Regions from separate parts of the Mus musculus genome. Here region 1 is linked to region 2. A link is a contact called in public promoter capture Hi-C data. All regions are on one chromosome and are shown on one strand. The core of a region is the stretch at or near the end of the contact, and the rest is flanking DNA. Distances in the headings are between cores, read along the strand shown. Region 1 holds the start of Treml1 (triggering receptor expressed on myeloid cells-like 1). Region 2 holds the start of Mdfi (MyoD family inhibitor).

What was found. Promoter capture Hi-C pulls out the DNA fragments that hold promoters and counts their contacts.
Region 1: a promoter capture Hi-C map of the HPC-7 cell line shows a contact between it and region 2. The contact joins the promoter of Treml1 here to the promoter of Mdfi in region 2. A contact is called at or near these places in 2 of 39 promoter capture datasets (the HPC-7 cell line and hippocampal neurons), 2 of 115 datasets of contacts at active chromatin or transcription factors (bone marrow-derived macrophages and stem cell-derived neural progenitor cells) and 1 of 9 other capture datasets (embryonic stem cells).

The regions. Positions count from the first base shown.
Region 1 is chr17:48,355,143-48,361,636 of GRCm38.p6, forward strand. Treml1 (triggering receptor expressed on myeloid cells-like 1) reads left to right here and starts at 4,774. Exons shown (of 6, transcript NM_001289457.1): 1 at 4,774-4,840; 2 at 4,993-5,325. The coding sequence starts at 4,795.
Region 2 is chr17:47,828,647-47,834,643 of GRCm38.p6, forward strand. Mdfi (MyoD family inhibitor) reads right to left here and starts at 4,645. Exons shown (of 4, transcript NM_001276390.1): 1 at 4,298-4,645. The coding sequence starts at 4,373.

The DNA.
Region 1 (6,494 bases), core at 3,524-6,023, 530 kb after region 2:
CAGTTCCAGGCCCAGTCCAGAAAACAACAGAGTCCAAACTCAGGCTGGGTCTTCCCACCTCTGCTCACTGTCAAGACAATCCCCCCAGACATGCCTACACACCAAAGTCATCTAGACAACCCCTCTTTGGGACACTCTTGCCAGAGGATTCCAGATCGTGTCAAGTTGACTGTTAAAATCAACCAACACCCCCAATGCAGGAGCTAGAGATATTACCCAAGGAGCTAAAGGGAACTGCAACCCTATAGGTGGAACAACAATATGAACTAACCAGTACCCCGGAGCTCTTGTCTCTAGCTGCATATGCATCAAAAGATGGCCTAGTCGGCCATCACTGCAAAGAGAGGCCCATTGGACTTGCCAACTTTAGATGCCCCGGTACAGGGGAACGCCAGGGCCAAAAAGGGGGAGTGGGTGGGTAGGGGATTGGGGGGGTGGATATGGGGGATCTTTGGGATAGCATTGAAAATGTAAACGAGGAAAGTACCTAATAAAACAAAATTAAAAAAAAAAATCAACCAACACACAAACATGCACCAACATCCTGGCGAGAGTTAGAGGGATCAGGGTAGAAACTCCCTGGTGAACCAGAGTGTAGAGGGATCAAGCTGGCCACAGACCCAAGCTTTCTATTAGGCCTCAGAAGTAGACACCCAGGAATCCCTGTGGCCATGGTGACATGTGTGTGCTTTACCATCTAACATGCATGAGCTTGGAATTATGGGAAAAGTCTATCATGGTATGCATGCTCCAGCCTCACTCCCACATTGCCCTTCTGGGTTTCATCCCTGCCTTGTCACCCCTACTCGGGCCTCTCCGCTAACCCTGGACTGTAGCTCTGGGTCAGCCTGCACATTTTGGGCTTCTCTGACTCATTGTGGCCTAAGGCAGTTGACTCATCCTCCCAAATCTAGCCCAGTCTAGTCAGGCCCTTTGAGCTGCCTGCACTTTGAACACAGGGCTGTAAAGTGGGCCCGAGAGGCTCTCTGAGATTTGCCTGGCACTGGAACAGGGTGGCTTCCCTCCTCTTTGAGCCTGCTTTTCACTCTTTACCTACTCTATCATGTCTGAGATGCCCACCTCTGGGTTAGCGTGACCATTGGTATGCCCTCCCTTGAGCTAAGAATCACCATGAACCGGACTTCTGAAATCTCAGAGCTCACCCCCAGTGACACACATTCTCCAACAAAGCCACAGCTCCTTGTCCCTCTATGAGAATGGCCCACATAGGCTCATATACTTGAATGCTTAGTCACTAGGGAGTGAACTGTTTGGGGAGGGGGTAGAAGGTGTGGCCTTGTCAGAGGAGTGGTATTGCTGCTTTAGGGTTTCAAAAGCCCACACCAGACCCAGTCTCCTCTTCCTCCTCCTCTTCCTCTCCCTCCTACTCTTCCTCCTCCTCCTCCTCTTCCTCCTCCTCCTCTCCCTCCTCCTCTCCCTCCTCTTCCTCCTCCTCTTCTTCCTCCTCCTCTTCCTCTTCCTCTTCTTCCTTCTCCTCTTCCTCCTCCTCTTCTTCTTTTTCCTCTCTCTCTCTCTCTCTCTCTCTCTCTCTCTCTCTCTCTCTCTCTCTCTTGCCTGCTGATGGGGATCTAAAGCTTTCAGCTCCAGCTCCAGTGTCATACTGTCTGTCTCCTGCCATGGTGGTCATGGACTAACGCTCTAAACTGTAAGCCAGCCCCAGTGAAATGCTTCCCTTTGGGACAGTTGCCTTCACAGCGAAAGAACAGTATCTAAGCCAATATCCTCGGCAATCCACCAACTGGGAGCCAAACATTCACACCAGAAAAGGCTCAGTGGTTAAGAGCACTTGGTGTTCTTATATAGGACCTGAGTTTAGTTCTCGGTGCCCAGATTAGGCTGCTTACAATTGCCTGTAACTCCAGCTCCAGGGAAGCTGGCATCCTCTTCTGACCTCAGGCACACCTCCACCTCCCCAATGCATACCACACACACACACACACACACACACACACACACACACACACACACATTCACAAACAAACACACACATTCACAAACACACACACATACACACACACTATTGTGCATATGACAGTGTTGAACCTATGGGTTCTTGAGGATCCAAACTGCAAAGTTCATGCTTATGCAGCAAGTTCTTCCTGGAACTCACTTTGTAGACCAGGCTAGCCTCGAACTCAGAAATCCGCCTGTCTCTGCCTCCTGAGTGCTGGAATTAAAGGCGTGTGCCACCACGCCCGGCTGACTAGTATCTTTTTTGTTTGTTTGTTTGTTTGTTTGTTTGTTTTTTTGGTTTTTTTGAGACAGGGTTTCTCTGTGTAGACCTGGCTGCCCTGGAACTCACTCTGTAGACCAGGTTGGCCTCGAACTCAGAAATCCGCCTGCCTCTGCCTCCTGAGTGCTGGGATTAAAGGAGTATGCCACCACAGCCCGGCTATGCAGCAAGTTCTTTATCCACTGAGCCATCACCCCAGCACCCACCTTTGGGGTCTTAGCATTCTTAGCATGAGGTTTGGGTTTGAATAGAGTCCAAGAGGTATGAAGGAGGGAGTCTCTGCCAAGGTCCTGCTCACCACCATTGTCCAGGCTTCTGGCTCTTGCTTGGTAATGTGACAGTCCTTATACCTGTGTGAGGTCTTTCCCTGGGAAACAGTTTTTCCCTCTGAAAGATGGCACCAGGGCTTCCGTTATTGCTTCAATTGCCTGATAGTTGAAAGAAGGGGCATGAGGGTCTCTTTAGAATATCTTCATTCTTTTCAGAACAGTTATAGGCAGGGAAGAGGAGGGAGGGCAGGAGGGAATGAGGGAGGGAGGGGTAGAGAGTCATGGAGGGAGGAAAGGTCTTTGCCATTGTTTTCTGGAGCTCATCTTCTACACCAAGGCAACGTGTACTTCCCTGCACATAGCTCTCCTTCTGACAGACTGTTTTATCATGCATTCTGTCTGGTTCCCCAGTGCCCAACCCCCACCCCACCCCCAGGACAATTTGGAAGCCAGATGCTCCCTCCGTAGGCAGTGAATCTGGATCTTAAGAAACCCAAATAGACTTGCAGTTCAAGAAACAAGTGAGCTCTAGGGTTTTGAAATGGCCCCCACAGGCTCCTCTGCTTAAACACATAGGTGGTGCTGGTGGCAATGGGATATGGAATCTGAAGGAGTCACAGCAGACAGGCCCTGCTTCTACTCACCCCTTGCTTCCGGACTGCCTCCATGCTGTGGCCAGATACCCCATGCTTTTGTTGCCATGCCTGTCATAACAGGCCAGCATCCCCTAAGATGGTGAACCCCAATAAACTCAGAATTATTTTGTCAGTAATACACTGGCTCCTTGACACTTCTTCCTCTTTAGAAAGCGGCAGGGACAGAGAAAGAACCAGACAGACACCCTTATTGTGCAGTACAAATGTTCTTAGGAGGAAAGTGAAGGATACAAGTTTCTCTGGGTGTTTCTCAGTCTCTAGCTCCTGCGGGACGTCCAACGCTCGCCCATATCAAAGCACAAGGGCTTTGCGCGCACTGTCAGGACCATGTAGGAAGGTGGAAATATTCATGGACAACACAGTATCTGTGGCACCAAAGTAGTCTGCTTGCAGAAAAATAATGACACTTGAAAAATAAGAAAGAGAACTTCTAAATTAAAATTGTCAAGGAAAATTGGGTAAGAGAGACGGCACAATAGTTAATAGCATTTGCTGCCCTCACAGAGGACGCAGGCTCAGGTCCCACGTGGCAGTTTACAACTATCTGCAACCCCAGTTCCAGGGAATAAGGCACCTTCTCCTGATCTCATAAAGGCAAAACAATTACACATGTGAAATAAAAGTAAATAAATCTCTTTTTAAAAACGAGAGAGTGGAAAAGGGGGCTGGAGCTAAACCCACATTGGTACAGGGCTTGCTCACGTGCACACAGCCCAGGGTTCCATCTCCAGCAGCACAGAACCCCAGGTGGAGATGTAAGTCTGAAACTCCCACACTCGGGAGGTAGAGTCAGCGGACCAGAAGTTCAAGGTCACCCTTGGCTACCTAACAACTTTGAGGCTAGCCTGGGCTACATGAGACCCTATCTCCAAAAGGAAAATGAAGATCCTAGAAGGGGAGGAAGAAGAGTATGCAGATACTAGAAGCTTGATGGACTAAGAGATGAACAATGTGAAAGAAAAGTTATGAACACAGGAAGAACACGTAAGAAAGGGAAGATCCCTGCTGCCAGGTGATGGGTGGGTGCAGAACAGCAAGAGGAAAGAGTATGGTCTGTAGCCTCTGAAGAAAAATCATCCTTCCTGGATCTGAGGGGGTGGGTTTGAAAGACACAGGCAAAGACAGGTCCAGGGGTTTCTAGGGAAGAGGTTGTGGTGAGGGAGTGGGGGTCCCCTGGGAGCTGGGGTGGTATGTGTATAAGTAGAGTCAGGACAGGAGAATTACCCATAAAGACTTGAGAATCAGATGGCCCTGGGCCACATGGACAGCTCTTAAATTTTCTCCCTCATGGCTCTTTCTTCGGATCTGTGTAGGAGACTGAAGATTATCTCTCCTTATTCTCCTGCCCTCTGGTTGCTGGGTCCCCTCTCCATTCCCTTTGGTGGGGTATCAGACCCTCTTCTTCCAACCTCTCCCTCACTTGCCTACCGGTCTCTCGGGGCCTTCTGAACCTTGAGCCAAGAAATCTATGGAAAAGTTCCCTGCCCCAGTGTAACTGTCAGCCTCGATGGATAGCTGGAGCGCCCACGTGACTGTATGAGACAGATGTTTCCTGCCCCCAGGGGCCTGCAGTTTTAGAGAGGAGGCCATCCTCAGAACCTACTACTGCCCAGCCATGGACTGCTACCTGCTGCTGCTGCTGCTGCTCCTGGGACTAGCAGGTAAGGTGCAGATGTAGCCACGCCTCCTTCACCAGTATCACAGATGCCATAGCTACCCCCCTCTGGATCCCCAAGTCCCTATGTTGGGGAGTGGGCTAGGAACCATGCCTGCTTCTATCCAACCCTCACTCCCACATCTTTTCCTTCTGCAGGCCAAGGCTCAGCTGACAGTCATCCCGAGGTGCTACAGGCACCGGTGGGGTCATCCATTCTAGTGCAGTGCCACTACCGGCTCCAGGATGTGAGGGCTCTCAAGGTGTGGTGCCAGTTCTTGCAGGAAGGCTGCCACCCACTAGTGACCTCAGCGGTGGACCGAAGAGCTCCGGGAAACGGGCGCATATTCCTCACTGACCTGGGTGGGGGGCTCCTGCAGGTGGAAATGGTGACCCTGCAGGAGGAGGACACAGGGGAGTATGGTTGTGTGGTGGAGGGAGCGGCAGGACCCCAGACCCTGCATAGGGTCTCCCTGTTGGTTCTTCCACCAGGTGAGTTACCCTAAGCTGCCCCCACTGTAGGCAGGATGATCTGTGATGGGGGCTCTTTGGAGCTTTGGGGTATGGGGCCCACTAGGAAGGCGTTGGGGGTGAGATATCATTTTGACAGCTCGTCCTGGACTGAGTGGCAACGGAACTGTTTGGGAGGCTGGAGATAAGTAGCTAAGCAGCCACCTCTTCCTCTCTCTCTCTCTCTCTCTCTCTCTCTCTCTCTCTCTCTCTCTCTCTCTCTCTCTCCTTGACAGTAGCTTTCTGTCACAGCATATCCAAGGCCCCGTGTCTTCCTCCAACTCTCCTATACTATCTTTGTTTTACTTTACAGGAACTTCAAGCATATTAACAGAAATGAATTTTTGTGCCTTCCCCTGTGTGTGTGTGTGTGTGTGTGTGTGTGTGTGCCCATGTTAACACCCATACAGCCACAGAGGATGTCCTGTTCTATCATGGTCTACCTAATCACCTTGAGAGAGTGTCTCTCACTAAACCTGAAGCTCCCCACTTTGGGTAGACTGGCTGGCCATATAGGGGTTTGCCTATCTCTAGCTTCCAGCACTGGGGTTCCAGATGCAGCACTTTTATGTGGGTATGAGGGATCTGAACTCACGACCTTACCCTTGCCCACTGAGCCATTTCTCCAGCCCTGCCTTCCTTTCATGATTTAAAGTTATCTTAACATAGTTTAGTAAGGGCCTGACTGTAGGGTTAAGGGGTCCCGAGGCCACTCCACCACAGGGCTCGGGCACTTGGGGAGGTGGGATACGGGAGTTTTGACTGCCCTTATCCCACACAGGCGCCCGGTGAGTGTCAGGCTATGGAGAAGCTGTGGGACACTGCTCCGGGGGTAGGGGAGCGCAGCCTGAGGTTCTGGGAACAGCCAAAACTGGCTCTGGGGTCCCTGAACCTGCAAGGAGGCCAGGGCTGTCTGGTGCTCAGGCTCTTGGGCACTCAGGTGCTGCTGGGAGCCACAGAAGAGTTGAGAACAGAATGGGACCCACAGGCTGGATCTAGCCCAGGGCCCAAGGGGAAAGAGAGTCCTCCTGCTGGATCCCACAGGGATAGAGTCCTTGGTTTGTAGGCACCTAGCTTGGCTTGGTGGAAGCTGTGGCTGGGAACGCTGAGAGGCCTTCTGCGGGAGATTAGACGGCCTGTTCCATTGCTCC
Region 2 (5,997 bases), core at 3,395-5,894:
TTATTTAGGGAGGTTGGTTGGGGGTTTGTTAGCCGTGGTCAAAGAAGAAACAAAAGAGATCAGATTCAGGAATTTTCTTAATTCCTCTCTCCCCTCTATCCTTGTTTCTCTCCTATCTAGTGTCAGGGGGGTGAAACTGGGGCGAGGGGGGGGAGGGGTGGGAAAAAGAAGAGCCCACAAAGTAGCAGAGACCAGCTACAACTGAATCTTAGACAAGCACTGGGTTCCAAGCCTGAGAAGAGGACCCAAGACCCCAGAGCCTCCAGTTTGATGGGCTTGAGGAAGCACGTGCCACTCGGAGCTACTGAGGATGGGGCTCTGGAACGGAAGCCGGCCACCGAAAGCCCTTGGCTTCCCAGGTTTCTTGTTGAAGTCAGAGTGTACAGTACTGATAGAGTCAAGATTCCTGCTCTTTTGGTTCCTAGAGCTTGAGGAGGAGGGGGGAGGGGAAAGGAAGGGGGAGAAGGAGGAAGAGGAAGGCTTAAGGAGATGGGAGCTCCCCTCTCTGTCTCATTCATTCAAGTGTCTCTCCTAACCATAATCACCTACATGGCTGGTGACCTTGAGCCTGGCAGGAACACAAAAGTTCTAGAGAGATCAGACCATAGCCCGAGGAAGCTGACAATGTAGGAAATTGGACTTTGTAAGACCAAGTGCAGTGGTTGAGCCTGGACACAGAGGGGCAGACCTGAAGCTAGGAAGGTCACAGTTGCAGGCAGAAGAGGGGAGCGAAGCGCGTGCTCAGAGTAAGGCCCACAGTACTGGAAGGAAAAGGCAGAGTCAGGAAGACCCATTTGCTCTGCAGACGCTACCCCATGGACCTGAATCCCCAAGTCACGGGCTGGGAACAGTACTTCTGGGATAGGTGAGATGGAAGAGCCACAGATGGGCGGAGGACTTCCAGATCAAGAGGCTAAAGAGCCCAGTTTCCCTTCGGTGGTCAAAAGCCTCCCCTGTCTGGCCATGGAGAAGAGAGTATCTCTGAGGGACTCTTCTGAGGTGTGAGTGTAAGGGAGGGTGGGGGAAAGGCATAGTTGGCAAAGGCCACAAGGGACTGTAGGGGCATGCACAAAGGACCCACTGGACAGAGAGGGACTGATGTCTGCAGTTGGAGTTCTAGCAGGTGCCATCTGGTCACACAGTGACCTCAAACATGCCAGTGTCCTGCACCCCTGGTGAAATCCAGGCAGGATTCACTCAGACACATACTCATCCCTACACGGGCTGAGGTTCTGATCTGCGCGTCAGAGCTCTAGAAAGGAGTGGAAGTTACATATTTAAATCTACACACTGCACAGGAAAGTCAGGGAGACTCAGAGCAGTGGCAGGGATCTTGTGGATGCCCTTGGTCCGTTATCCATCAGATTGGGGGTGGGGGTGGTTCCTGGCCAGGAAGAAAGGGGAGAACCTCTTCCAGGTGGGATGGGTTCACTTCAAGCCTGGCCAGTTCCTGTCCTGGGACTCCAAGTTTAGGCCCCAGCACTGTCATTGCAGATAGTAGATCTGGGTTCCCTGCCCTTTGGGCTATGACCATCTCTCTAGAGAGAAGATCTGGACTTCTGGCCAGAGAGTGATGTCTGGAACCCCACATTTCACTCTCTGTCTGACCAGACATCCAAAGCCTCTGGTCACACATCTTCAATGATTGTACAAAGGTCTTGTGTTCCAGGCAGACTAGCTTATCCACACCCTTGGGCTATCACAGCAGCTTCTGGCCAGACTCCCTCTGTACATAGAGTTCCTCGTGACCATGCTGCCACCATCCTTCCTGGTCTAGCCACAACATCATATCTTTCTCCAGAAAGCTTCCCTGACCCCTGCGACATCAGTCCTTTGTCCAAACAGCCATGTTATACCCACAACTTGGCAATGAAGCGCTCCCTGCCTTCTGCAGACCAGGCCCTTGTCCGTCCATCCCCTTCCCTCTTGGTGGTCAGGATTTACCTCTGCACGTCTGTGACTGAGTGTTGGTACTCAGAATACCCCAGATAAGGGAAAGGAGAAAAGGGACCACATCAAGGACTAGGGGTGGCATCTGGCTTTGAACCCTAAAGAGACAAGAGAAGGTAGATTCTTCTGATGTCCATGTCACAAGTGTGGATTCACTAATCATAGACCCAGGCCACTGAGTGGAGGACTAGAGAGGGTCTGAGCTGCCACTTGGGCTCAATCCAGTTGTTTTAGGTCCAAAGGCTTCAATTTCCAGGAAATTAAGTTTAGACCCATAGGTAGAAATGTAACTTTCCAGTGCTGGGCAGAAATCTTGCGGGTTAGGGAGCCAGGCTCTTGGGGTGTCAGGAATGGGTGAGGTAGAGGCCAGTGCGGGAGTCAGAGTCTCAGTGCTTGGCCACCTGTCCTAACCAGAGCTGCCCCGAGTCCTCTTGTGCCCTGTCTGTAACTTGGATGCCTGAGAGAGGAGGCCATGTCACTCTCTGGCTATTGAGCCAGCAGCTTTTGCTCTAGGGGACAGTGTCATGGCCAACTGTTCTGTGGGCACACAGGGAGCAAGGGGGATTCTGGTCTCCAAAGTCAGGCAGGCGTCTGTGGGGTTTTGGCTGAGTCTCCTGCGGTTTGGGCTTCCTGGGTAGCAGGCAGAACAGAACAGGACAAGTGTTATAAAAGCTGCATTGTCTGGCCCAGTTCAGGCTGGGGAGGGGGCTTGCTGGAACTCTGGGGGCCTCAAATTACAGCCCAGGACTAAGCCTTCCCAGCAGCTCCCCCTGGACTCGGCAGCCTGTCCTGGGCACACTCCGCTCCCCTCCCTTGCCACTGGGTGGAGAGCAGGTCAGACGAGGGAGGGGATCTTGGAAGGAGACATTACGGGAGAGCGCAGAGACAAACGAATAAGGGAAGCAAACAAGCATGGAAACGTGGGGGTGGGGGAGAGGGAGGCAGAGAGAGAGAGAGAGAGAGAGAGAGAGAGAGAGAGAGAGAGGACACAAAGGCCTCCCAACCCCCTGCTCCCCACTGTCCTTCCAAGCTAAAGGGGCCTGGCCCTTGGAGGAGGGTATCCCTAGAATTCTAAGTTTTGAATCAAGACTCTACAGGCTCTACCAGAACAGGGTCTTAGGGCTGGTGAAGTCAGAACACAGACACATTAGACTCCACTGGCCAGGCATCACTCAGTTTTGGGAGACTTTCCACCTCTACAGTTGGGAGAGGCCAGGCCAGGTAGACAAGCAGCCAAGACCATCCCCCAAACAGAGAGACAAACTTGGGTGGCGGAGGCTCAGGGTAGGGGCGAGAGGTGGGGGTGGAGACCCAGGCCTAGAGCAGGAGAAAGAACGTGTCCAAGGCCATGATGGGAGTTTGAGGTCCAGGATGACCTTGGGTTTTCATTACTGACAGTGTTGGGGAAAGGAGAGGTTGGTTTTGGTGGGAGGAAGGCAGGGCCTCTGACTGAGCCCAAATAGGGGCTTAAGTCAGGAAACCTGGGCCTACACCTCTGCACCCTGGCCACTCTGACTCTGAACGAATCTGGATGTCCATATGAGCCTCTAGGAAACTCTAGACTGTGAGGGCCGGGGGTTGGAAGGCTAAATTGGCAGAGGTGCCCCCAGGGAACCACACTCTCTTCCTTAGTCTGTAGGCTCCTGGGGCAATCAGGGTAGTTTAGCCTCTGAGGTGGGGGAAGGGACATTTTACTACGTTGTAGATTGTGTGTGTGTGTGTGTGTGTGTGTGTGTGTGTGTGTGCCAGCGTGAGTCCCATATAGGGTAGGGTAGGGACTGACGGGAGGGAATTTCAGCTAGCAAGAAGGAGAGAAGGGGCCAGGTTCCTAACCACTAGTTGCTGAGACAAAAGTTTTCAAAGAGCGCTCCAGCTACATTCTGCTTAGTTTGGGGGAAGGGAAGAAGAGAGACTCAGACACTGCCCCCCCCTCCCTGCCACACACCCCGCCTAAGGCCCTCATAAATATTTACACACTGGGCAGAAATGGTTCGGCCACAAATCCCAATATTATGGGCAGACATCGCAGACATCACGGAGTGTGTGTGTGTGTGTGTGTGTGTGTGTGTGTGTGTGTGTGTAGCTGGGGCTAGGGGGAGTTGGAGCCAACTCTGCACAGCCATGGCCGCCTGCTCCGGGCCCTGCCTCCTCACCCTAGCCCTCTACTCCCCTCTTATCCCCTTGGACCTGGTCCCCAATACTGAGACTTCCCATCCCCACCCCCACCCAAGCTCCTGGGAGCCATCCGCCTGTACGTCTCCAAGAGGACCAACAACCCCACCCCCAAAACTTCTCTCAGCCTCCACACCACTCTGGTCTAACCTTCGATCTCCATTCCCGCTCCTACCTGGGTCCAGGGCAGCGCTGGGGACTCCATGAGGCGCGTCGCAGCGAGAAGGGCACTGACCGCTCACCTGGGACATCGGCCTGGGACCTGGAGAAAACAGCGCTCAGCGGGCGGGGCAGGCCTCCCTCGCGTGTGCGTGGGGAAACGGAGTGGGTGCCCTAGCGCATACTCGTGCAAGCTGCGCGCTGCTGGCCTAGGCAGGTCACCTCGTGGACCCCGCCATGCGACACCTGGGTGTCGCCCGCGCCCCCTCCCCGCTCACTCGCTCTTGGCTCCCATTCCAGCGCCAGCTCGCACCCACCGATCGCCCCTTCCTTCTTCCTTCTCTCGTTCCAGCCCCCTCGCTCCTCCCCTCTTCCCTGGCCCACCCCGTCCCCGCCCCCTCCTCGCTGTCTCAGCCCCCCTCAGGCGTCCCCTCCCCCGTGCGGGACTCGCTGCTGCCAGGGCAGGACACGTCTGTCCGCGGGGCGTCCGAGGCCTGAGCCCCCACAGGAAGCCAGCTCGTCTGGTTTCCTCCCCTCGCTCAGAGCCAGGATCTCCAGTCTCCCCAGATCTCCGCCTACCCAGGGCCGGGAGAACCTCGCGGCTTGCACAAGGGGCCGCATGTTTTCCTTCGGTCTTAAACTTTGTAAAAGTTTCCAGAATATCAAAAGAAAGAAGTCACAATCATCCTGGGACAATGGTCTGAATAGTAGTAGCCCTCAAATCGCGTTGTCCCGAAGATCAGAGCAATCTAGTTCTTTTGGTGCCCTTTGTTCAAGTCCTGGATTTCCATTTCGGAGCTGGGTGCCTGGAGTTAGGGGCTCAGTCCGTCAGAAACTGGCTCTCCGGGAAGCTGGGCTGGTGTCGCATCAGCCTCCTGGTCCCATAGCAGCCAAAAACACCCCCAAGGCCCGCCATCCCCGCCAGTGCCAGTTGGACACGGGAATTCATTTTAGACAGACTGCCCATCACCAGGCTGTCACTCCAACTTTCTCACACGAGGGTGAGTGTAGAAGGAATTGAGGAGAGGCCAGTCTGTTGATCCGGCTGGTATGGTAAGCTCTGGCTGTGCGGAGGAACTGTCACCAAAAAGTGGGGGGGGGGCTCGGAGACCCTCAGAGTGACCCCAGGAGCTTGTAGGCAGCCAGGTGGGGCTTGGCAGGTCCGTGGAGGTGATTCTCAGGTGAGAAGTCCCTCTGGGACTCACACTGGACCTGAGCTGCCTCCAAGCCCGGCGGCGTCTGGGTCCACACCACCAGAGCTAATTAGGGAGGCGGCGGCGCCAGGACACCTCCTCTCAGCCTGCGTTACAACCGAGAGGAAAGCTGGGACGCCAAAGATGGAGCTCCCCCTCGGTCGCCTCCCAGTCCTCGAAGTCACTACTTACAGCTCTTGTAGGTCTTCTGGGCGCCGTCGGGGCCGGGACCCGCGTGGCCCCCACGGCGCCCGCAGCTCTCTCACCGCCCTCGGCCACGTTCCGGGGATAGGCAGGGGTGGCTGCGCTGGGGGGAAAGTGGGACGGGAGGGAGTCCCGCCCTGGACGTCTAGATGCTCGCTGCGGGAGACTTGGCGCCCTAGAGCCTCGGAGGTCAGGCTGCTGTCTGGGGGCGTCGCAGAGTTTGGGAGCACTCCTCCTTCCTGGTAGCGGCTGAGTCACTGCGACGCGCCCGCGGGAGGGTTTGGCGGCTGCTGCATTCTTCCCGGCTTACCTGAGCCGG